Linked DNA regions of Mus musculus: all the other regions are linked to region 3. Evidence: chromatin contacts called from public promoter capture Hi-C data. All regions are on one chromosome and are shown on one strand. Each heading gives the region's core, a stretch centred on a gene start, on an enhancer-like site or on the middle of the called end of the contact. The rest is flanking DNA. Distances are from core to core; before and after follow the strand shown. Region 1 holds the start of Thap3 (THAP domain containing, apoptosis associated protein 3). Region 2 holds the start of Camta1 (calmodulin binding transcription activator 1). Region 3 holds the start of Errfi1 (ERBB receptor feedback inhibitor 1).

Evidence for each region. Promoter capture Hi-C pulls out the DNA fragments that hold promoters and counts their contacts.
Region 1: a promoter capture Hi-C map of hippocampal neurons shows a contact between it and region 3, with 3 times the contacts expected there. The contact joins the promoter of Thap3 here to the promoter of Errfi1 in region 3. A contact is called at or near these places in 3 of 39 promoter capture datasets (hippocampal neurons, liver and pre-B cells), 1 of 484 Hi-C or Micro-C datasets (embryonic stem cells) and 1 of 115 datasets of contacts at active chromatin or transcription factors (pancreatic cancer cells).
Region 2: a contact with region 3 is called in a promoter capture Hi-C map of embryonic stem cells, with 3 times the contacts expected there. The contact joins the promoter of Camta1 here to the promoter of Errfi1 in region 3. A contact is called at or near these places in 2 of 39 promoter capture datasets (embryonic stem cells and hippocampal neurons).

Annotation. Positions count from the first base shown.
Region 1 is chr4:151,987,717-151,990,776 of GRCm38.p6, reverse strand. It overlaps Thap3 (THAP domain containing, apoptosis associated protein 3), which reads left to right and starts at 1,791. Exons shown (of 4, transcript NM_175152.4): 1 at 1,791-1,894. The coding sequence starts at 1,821. It overlaps Phf13 (PHD finger protein 13), which reads left to right. Exons shown (of 4, transcript NM_172705.2): 4 at 1-1,146.
Region 2 is chr4:151,860,103-151,863,310 of GRCm38.p6, reverse strand. It overlaps Camta1 (calmodulin binding transcription activator 1), which reads left to right and starts at 1,543. Exons shown (of 24, transcript NM_001081557.3): 1 at 1,543-1,686. The coding sequence starts at 1,642. All of the region lies in intron 2 of Gm42357 (a long non-coding RNA gene), which reads right to left. It overlaps 9230110K08Rik (a long non-coding RNA gene), which reads right to left and starts at 1,567. Exons shown (of 2, transcript XR_390981.3): 1 at 454-1,567; 2 at 1-147.
Region 3 is chr4:150,853,691-150,856,495 of GRCm38.p6, reverse strand. Errfi1 (ERBB receptor feedback inhibitor 1) reads right to left here and starts at 1,426. Exons shown (of 4, transcript NM_133753.2): 1 at 1,225-1,426. It overlaps 1700045H11Rik (RIKEN cDNA 1700045H11 gene), which reads left to right and starts at 1,547. Exons shown (of 4, transcript NR_040649.1): 1 at 1,547-1,670.

The sequences.
Region 1 (3,060 bases), core at 542-3,041, 1.1 Mb before region 3:
ATGGGTGAAAAGAATGGGCATTCTGCCTTCCATACAGGTTCCTGGGGCAAGGCAAGGTCTGAGTGCTAGAGCACCAGCTTGCAGAGTTTCAGAGGTGTGAACCAGAGCCCTGGTCTGAGTGAGGGCTGGCTCAGCTCCTGGACACTGGTGGTCCTGGGGCAGAGGGAAAGGAGGAAGAGGGCGTTGGCTCTCAAACCAGCATCTCCAGTGCTCATTCTTTCTCCGTAGTGTTTCCTACCCAGTTGTCACGCGTATTCTTTGTTAGCCTGAGACAGAGCAGAGTGGCCAGTGTGTCACCTTTCTTCCCCTTCCTGGAGTACCTTTGTAAGGTCACAGGCATTCTCCCACATTGTCTTAAGCACCAAAGGAGCTCAGAGTGTAGACTGTAACTTGGCAAATCAGAGCCTTTTTTTAAAAAAAAAAATAATAGCATCTTTCTCACTCACCCAGTTTAACTTTCTTTCTTTTTTTAAATCCTGTTGCTCATATTAAAGTAGAAGTACTGCTGAGCTCTGTAGATTGTGCAGACCTCAAGGGGAGAGCTCTTCTAAAGAGAAGCTGTGATAGAAACAGTCTTGCCCCCAGGCTATTGTGTGGCTCTGATGGGACAAATACCCAGGACAAGTTAGAGGAATTTGCCAAAGACCTGCCCCATGACAGTTGTTGTCCAGTGTCTTCACCCTGAGAATAACCAAAGTTGCAGTAGTTTTTTTTTCTTTTTAAGTGCATTTAAGAATATGTGTGGTTTTGTTGTGGAACAGTGGAGCTGGCCATTATTACATGTGCTCAGAGATCAATGCCTCTGGAATACATTTGACATCTGTTTGTGTTTGCTTGCTTTGTTTTTAAGGGGATCTTTCCCTGTGGGTGGTGTCAGAATTTGGACACCTTGGTTTGGGGGTAGGTTGAGCTGGGCAGCTGCAATCAGCTTGTTTATGCAAACTGGGCGTGAGCCTCTCTGGGCTCCTGGTTGATGGCTAATGCTGGGAGGGAAGGGTCAGCCCCAAGTAGACCCTTCCCGTGGGCTTTGGCCAGGCCAGACACAACATCGTTTACATGTTCTGTGTAATTATAAAGTTTATGTGTATAAAGCAAGCTGTTTCTGTGAAACTGTATATTTTGTAAATAAAGATATTGCTACTTTGAGGTCTGTGCCTCCTTAGGTGTCCTGTGCTGAAAAAGGCTGTGGGTCTCCCCAGTTGCTTGTCAGATGGCGGATCTGGCAGAGCTGAACTGATGATGAAAAGGGACCATGACCCCTGCTCCACTTATCCAGTTAGCTCTCAAACCCAGTGTGCACTTTTGAAAGGCTTCCCTTTCCCTCAATTCCTGTCACACTTGTCTGTTCAGGTGTGCCGGCCACCCCTACCCTCTACCCCGCACTTGTCTGAGCTTTCAAAGCCACAGCCATTAGGGCCCTTTGAAGTTCGGACTGGTGAGGTGAGTCCAGTGCTAGGCATCTTCTGTCTGTATAGTGACCAGCTGGGTACCTCCCTTGGGATCCAAACCTTGTCTGAAGCTGAGATGAATGAAGTGTGAGTTCAAGGCCAGGCAGGCTCTGTACCTGTCTGTAACGGACAAACCCAGCCCTGCAAGCCAGAAACTTAGCTGAGTTAGGAGTCGACGCTTTTTTAGTCCAGGTTTCCAAAGTTGTTTACTTGGGCACAAGTTGTAGGAGGTATTCCTCAGCTCTAACTTCTTTAGGGAGCAGAGCAAGTCCTGCTCTGGCGCCCCGAGCCTGCGGACCCCGCCCCTCAGGCTCCGCCCCCCGAGGCCGCCGAGCCGCCATCTTTTTTAGGGGCAGTGGGCCCATCTCCGAGATGCCGAAGTCTTGCGCGGCCCGGCAATGCTGCAACCGCTACAGCAGCCGCAGGAAGCAGCTCACCTTCCACCGGTGAGGGATGGGGAAGCCGGGACCCGACCCTACGGAACGCTCGCGGGTCTCGGTGCACTGGGCGGGAGCTCCGGGAGGCCCAGGCCAGGGTTTGCAGGCGAGGTGGACCGGGACTGCGTAGAGGGGCCGGGCCGGGCGCGGGCGATGCTCCTGCGCGCGGCCTCACAGCCTGACCCCGCCGCCCCCTCCTCGCCTGGAAGCAGTAGGTGCTCAGTGCAAACTAGATGGGCGTGAGTGGCACCTGGCCGTGTCCCTGCTCTGGCCCCTTGCGCCTGCGTCACCTCGCGGGAGGCCTGGAGGAATGAGTGCTCCCAGGATGGCCGGGCCTCATGGCAGGGATTTCGGCTGTGGGAAGGTGGGAGATCCCCGGTTCTGCAGCCCTGGGACCCCTTTTCCCCAGCAAGACTCGTGCTGAGCCCTTTCTAGGGAAGCACCCTTCAACTGCTCCGGCTTCGAGCGATGTCTGTGCCTTCAGGGCTCAGTTCCTGGCAGCCCGCACCCTGTACACTTTGAATGTTTCTGCTGAAGAGTAGCAACCATAGAAAAATACACACATCAGTTGGCAGCCCACAGACGTCTCCGCTGGCATCCACTTACAGTCTTTTCTCCCACCAGCCCACAGGGATAGCTTGCATGTGGGCTGCGTGGCTGTGGCGAGGTTTGAACCTTAAGAAATGGAATCTCTCTCTCTCTTCCTTCCGGGCCCTGCGAGAGTCATCCTTGCCCCACAAGCACTATTCTGCATAGTATTCCATTGACCACGAGCCAGGATGTGTGCTCTGCATGGAAGGGCCTCCGGGTGGCTGCATGGGTAGTTATCAGGTATCTGAGTTGCCAGAAACTCGGGGGAACACTCACCTCTGCCCGCTCTCATTCTTTGTTTTTAAGTTAAATTCATTTGTGTGTAGAAGAATCCTCCACCCTCTTGCCATGTCTCCCATGGGATGGATGGTCAGAGGACAGTTTCTTTCCTGTTTTGTGGGGCCACAGGGATTTTGCCAGGTGTCTTATCTATTTTAATAGCCACCTCCTCCATTGAGACCAGGCCCTTTTCTGTAGTTCTGACTGAAGTCAGTGAATAGAGCTATGTACCCAAAACTGGCTTTGAACACTCAAAAAAAAAAAAAAAAAAAAAAAACACCCCCTCCCTTAATGCATGCTGGCAT
Region 2 (3,208 bases), core at 294-2,793, 1.0 Mb before region 3:
TCTTTTGGGACATCTTTATTTTTGGAACAACCTAAGCAATTCTCAACGGTGACCATCATAAGAAGACCACACGTTGTTAGGATTGGCACAGACTGGCTTTGACGATCAATCCTAACGCCAAAACACTCGATCGACTTTTCAGTGTTTCTGCTAGTAGCAAACGGAGAGAGAGAGAAAAAAATGTTGAGGAATCAAACAGTGCAAGTTTACAGAGAGGATCTGGAGCTCAGCTGCTTTTCATTAAAGTGCATTCTCCTTCCTTCCCTCCCGCTTCCCTTCAGTGCACCTGCAGAATCCCTGCATGGTGTTTGCCCTCCCTCTTCTCCTTCCCTTTTATTTTTCTATGTGCGGAATTCCTGCACTCTGCCCTTCCCCTCCCTCTCTCCTTCCATCCTTTCCTCTATTTTCTGGCCACGTTCAGAGCCCCTGATTTCTCTCGAGAAGGCGCAGTACTTTGCAGCTCTTCTGGCCCGGGCTTGTGTCTGCAGGGCGTGCGAATCTCTCCGGTGTGGACCTACAGGCAGGAGAGCTGCGCGGAGCTGCGGCTGGAACCCGACCGAAGCGCCGGGAGCCCGGGAGGGATTGGCTAGGCTAGCCGAGGTCGAGCGTTCCGAGCCCTAGATCCGCGGCTGCAGCCTGGGACAGGCACCTATGACTCATCGGCTCCGCCGGTCACATGGGCAACGTGACCAAAATAAAGTTTCAGTATTTTAAGCCGCTAGAAAAGGGGACAGAGGAGCGCAAGGCAGGCGGGAGCGTAGGGTGGCCGCGGGGACGCTGCGCCGGCCGAGGGGGCGGGGCTGAGGCCAGGAAGGGGCGGGATTTGGCCGAGGGGCGTGGTCTGCCGGGAGGTGCGCCCCTCCCCCGTGTCGGGCAGCGACGCCCCGACTCTCGGCTAAACGGTTCGGGAACGCTGTGAACCGGCACGCCTCGGTGCCTTACGTATCCCTCCGGCAGGGCCGCCCCCCGCCAGCGCCGCAGGCTGCGGGATCCCGGAGATCCCAGCGTGTCCTCCGAAGACACCGGGACCCCCACGCGCCAGCAGCGGCTTCCCCGGGAACGTCCTTCAGCTCCCGGAGCACGCGGGAAAAGCCCCAGCACACCAATGAGCGAGCGCCTTCCTCATGACGGTCACGCTGGGGGGCGGGGCTTCCCACAGCCGTTCCCGAGTTCCGGGAACCCCCTTTGATTGGTCTGGACGGCTTGGGAAACACTGTAGTGACGTCCAATCAAAACACCACGTCTCGGCCTCGAGGAAATATTCCGTGTCAGCCTCATCCTGATTGGGCCATCCTTTCGACCTCTGTCCACTAGGAAGCTTTGTTTAGGTCTGGAGGGCGGGTTTTCCCGGGAGTGGGTGGGGAGGGGGCGTTGATTCCAGGCCAATCACTTTAGTCGGTGCGGTGGTGATCAGCCAATGGACAGGGTGGATAGGACGCTCCTCCCGGAGAGTAGTGAGACCCCTGGTGCGGTCCGATTGGTCGCGGGAGCCGTGACTGGCAGACGCACCAACCAGTGGGCGCTGTGCGTGGGCCGCGGGGCGGGGCCAGGGCGGGTGCGCGGCGGCGGCGGGGTGGCTGGGCCGGCGGCGGCGGCGGTACGAGGCGCGCGCTCGGGGTCCCGGTCGCGAGGAGGAGGAGGATGTGGCGCGCGGAGGGGAAATGGCTGCCGAAAACAAGCCGGAAGGTGAGAGCCGGAGCGTGAGGGCCCGGGGCTGTCAGGGTGGCGGCGACACGGCGAGCCCGGGGCCGCGCCGGACATCCCGGGCATCGGCGGCGCGGGGCGCGAGCGCGGGGGCGCGGCGGGCGCGGGGAGGGCGCCGGCGGGGTGGGGGGGGCGGAGCGCGGCCGAGTCCTGAGGTGACTCGCGGGCCGGCCGAGCGGGGCGCCCCGCACCCAGCCCCGGGGGCGGCAGGCCGGGGCGGGGGGCGCGCGGGGCGGGGGCCGGGCCCAGCGAGGAGGAGGAGAAGCCGCGACGCCTCCCGCACCCGGCCCGGGGCATCCCCGCCGTGTCGGTCGGGGTGTCAGGGGGCCGCGGGGCGGAAAGTTTCCCGGGCCGCGGGGGCTCGCGGGCACCGGTGCCGGCGGCCGTAGCGGCGTCAGGGCCGGACGTTCCCCTCCACAGCCCCCCTCGGGCCGCGCGGCGCCTCCTAGCGCCGGCGTGGGGGGTGTCCCCGCGCGGGTCCCCGCCAGGGGGCCCCCCTCGTGCCGAGCGCCCCTCGGCCGAGGCCCCGGGCGACCCCTCCCCCAGCAGGGCCGGGGTCCTCGCGCGGCCTCCCCGCCCCTCACAGCATGCTCTTCCACACTTGCCCTTGCACCCTCACTACCGGGAGGGTGGGGTCTCCACACTGCCATGCCCTTTACCTTCCGTGACCCCGATCCTCTCCGAGCACTGAGGGTTCCGTGTCAGCCTGTCCCCTTTTTGAGGGGACTCTCGTGGGGCCGCGGAGCCTCTGCACGCTGGGTTAATCTTTTTTTTTTTTTTTGGCCAGGACAAGGGGACTCGGGGCTACCCATGTTCTTCCTTCTTAGCTCACCCAGTGGCTTGTGGGGCCCTGTGCAGCTCTGAAGTCATTTCTAAATAGGCAGGCAGACACTTCTTCCAGATCTGTACTCTTTCCGTACACTTTCCTGGGTTAGGGTGAGCTCATTTCCTGAACACCCTTCGAGTTGCCCTCTTTCTTGTTGGGAAAACCGGACGCTCCAATGCTCCTCTCCCTAGCTGTCTGCCTCTCTCCTTGGAGTTCCCTGTCTGGGCCAGGGTGGGCGCCCCAGTAAGATGTAGGGCAGGCAGGACTTCCGATGTGCCTACCACTTGAGTGTAAGGGACCTCAGTACTTGTTTCTTGCAGGAAAAGAAGGATCTATTGCTTCCCGTTCACTCTTGGATCTTAGGGGGCACCCTTCACCAGTTAACACTATCCCACTGGGAAAAGGGTCCAGTGCCCTTGAATTTGGTGTTCTGATTCCTGTCTTCTGAGCAGAAAGAACCAGACTTTATGCATCCCACTCTCAAGAAGTCTTTGAATCTTTCTTGGAAATAAACTTCCCAATTCTTCTTTTTTTTTTTTTTTTCTGAGAGAACTCAGACCCTCCTTATGGCTCCTGTTTCCCAGTCAGCCATATTTAGTGAGCCTGTTACCTTGACTTTCTCTAATTTTCTCAAATTGTATTCATGTTGGCTGGGTAAGGAGAAGCCATATGCCTTTC
Region 3 (2,805 bases), core at 177-2,676:
AGGGAGTGAAGGCCATGACAGAGTGCCCAGCCTTTTTAAACATCTTCATGTATTTCCTCTCAAACCTGATAATATCCGCCAGAGTTGACAGGTTAGTACGAAACCAGCTTATTCCTTACAAAATTTGCTCTTTTACTGATAAAGGTATTTAGATTATCTTTGGTCTCTATTTTGGTAAAATCTCTCTTAAAATCTCCATGTTTCAAGAAAAAAAAAAATTTAAAGGCAAGAGCCACCACAGTGAACTCAAAAATGTCCCAGTCTTAATAGATGCATATTCACTATACCTGTATAGACTTAAGGAAGTGTAAAACTGTAGAACTTTTCTTTTTTCTTTTTTTTTCCAGGATGAAAAAAAAAAAAAAGGCAATTTATACCTCACCTTTCTTCACCCCTGACAGTTGCCTGGAAACCAGTCCTGCCCTACCTGTGCTACAGGTGTACCTCCCGTCACATCTCTTTTAAAGCTACAGTCTCTATTCTTACTACACTTAAGTTTATGACTAACAATCTATTCACATTTTTATCAGGTAGGAGACTGGTTTCTTTCAAGCAATGATGAAATCCTAATAAAGACTGAGGAAGCACCCATCCAGCACCACCAATCACGATTAATTTGAACAAAGATAGGATATACGTATAAAAACAGGATACTGCCAAGGAGCCTTGGCGTTTGAACAGTTCTGTCTGCATTTTCACTCCTTTAATATATAAGTCATTTAAGGCAAAGAATCATGTTTCTGGAGAGGAAAAGGCCACGGAACAACTCGGATGAATTAAAACAAATATTTTTTTTTAAAGGGGAATGACCTTCGTCGCCGAGTCTCACCGAGACTCAAGACTGGTACCAACCAGGGACTAGCAATCTCCGAGCCCACCCGCGACAGCTTCTCGCAGAAGCTTTCCGGGCCGGACCGACGGGTGCGCGGGGTGAGAGGGAAGATGGAGGGGGCCGCAGCAGTTCCACCGCATCCCTGGGCCGCAGCTGCACCGGGAAGACCGTGGAGCCGCCGCTCCGGAGCCCCAGGCTGTGGAGACGTGTCGTGTGCGCGCCGGTGCATGGCCCCGGCGAGAAGCCGAGGGCGCCCGCGGCCCGCCGCTCCTCACGCACCCCGGCCCATCCCGGGAAGCGGAGTGCCGGAGGCTCCGGCTCCAGCCCACCGCCCGTCCGCCCGCCCTCCGCGCCCCGGCCCCACGTCTCCCGACGCCCGCCAGGCCCCTTACCCCAAGGGAGCGGGACCCCGCGGCGCCCTCCCGCGCATGTCCGTCCCGGCTGGCTCAGCGCCGCGGGCTTAGGGGCCCGAGCATCGCGCAGGCGCCTCGCCGCTCTCTTGCCCTCGCTCTTTCTCTCTGCTCGCTCGCAGGCTATGCTCGCGCTCGCTCGCTCGCACAGCTCACGCTCCGCGCCTCGCACTCGGCCGCCGACGCCGGCGCAGCCGACGCCCGTATTTATACGGTGAGCGACAACGTGACGTCAACGCCCGCAGCCCCGCCTCCTTCACGCAGCCAATCCGGGCGGGCGGACGCTTAAAGGGGCGATGCCGCTACCGAAGAGTTTGCGTGGGGCCCGCCGGGCGGCGCTAGCAGCCTCGTCTCCTGAGGGGACGTTTCTATTTGGGCCGCCTCTGTGCGAGCTGCCTAGCCTAAGGACACCGAGTTTTCCTTAGAAGGTTGTGAGCGGCCCTGTTTCCATCCCCGGGGAGGGAAGTGACGCTGAGATGCACTTGGATCCAAGAAACTCAGGGAGCGGGAGAAAATGGGGATTGGAGAGGAGAGGGGCACCCCGAGGTGTATATATGTGTGTGTGTGTGTATGTATGTATGTATGTATGTATGTATGTATGTATGTATGTATGTATGTATGTATATCGAGGGATGGTCGAGGGATGGCGAGGAGAGTGATGAAGAACGGAGGGGGACGGTGAGGAACAACGAGGGACTGCTGTGATGATGCGAGAGAGATGAAGGGCGCTACAACCAGGGATGGATGACCATGAAGAAAGTGGTCTCTGGGAAAGAGGGCAGCGGACTGAGGGGCAGTAAGGGACAAAATGCGTCTGAAGACAGGAAGGGGCAGGGAGTGTCTGGCTAAGGACAATAAGGGATGGAGGGGCAGTGAGGAGCAGTGTGAGGCACTGCGGGACTTATAGAGAACCTCACTAATTGATCTAGGTAGTTAAGGGACGGTGTGGGAAAGGAAGGGACAGAATGGAAAGGTGAGGGGCAGCGCAGAAAGGTGAAGGACAAAGGGGACTGGGCAGTGGGCCATGCTGTGTGGGCAGGATCAGGGAGGCCTCACTCCAGGCTCCTCTGTACTTGGCTTGGCCTCCAGCAAGGCTAGGCTGATCCCGGGCACCTCCCCCAAACCTGCCCCCAGCCCTCTTGGCTTACCTGTCAAAGTGCTGTTCTCCATGTCTTTTGGCCCCAGGGTGGCCGCTGATGCCCAAGGACAAAACGCCATCAAGTCTACAGGGAGGAGGGTTCGTGGGGCAGAAATCCGGTGATGCAACTTAGGTTTATAGTTTAACCGTAAAATAAATAATACAATGATAAACCAGAGTAGTTCAAGAAAAAAGGCAAACAGACAGAAGCCCTCCAGTTTGGACTAGTACAAATTCCTCTTAATGGCACTCCACAGAGTAGAGAGCGCAGACCTATGGCTGACCTCTGTGGTCCGCACACAGAGCCCTTCCTGCACTGCAGCAAGAATGCCTGATAGTTATAGGCTTAGCACCACCTAATTGAGCCAGTTTAACATATGGAATGAGGTGCTGGCCTCATTATCTGGTTAACTATTAACTTTGTG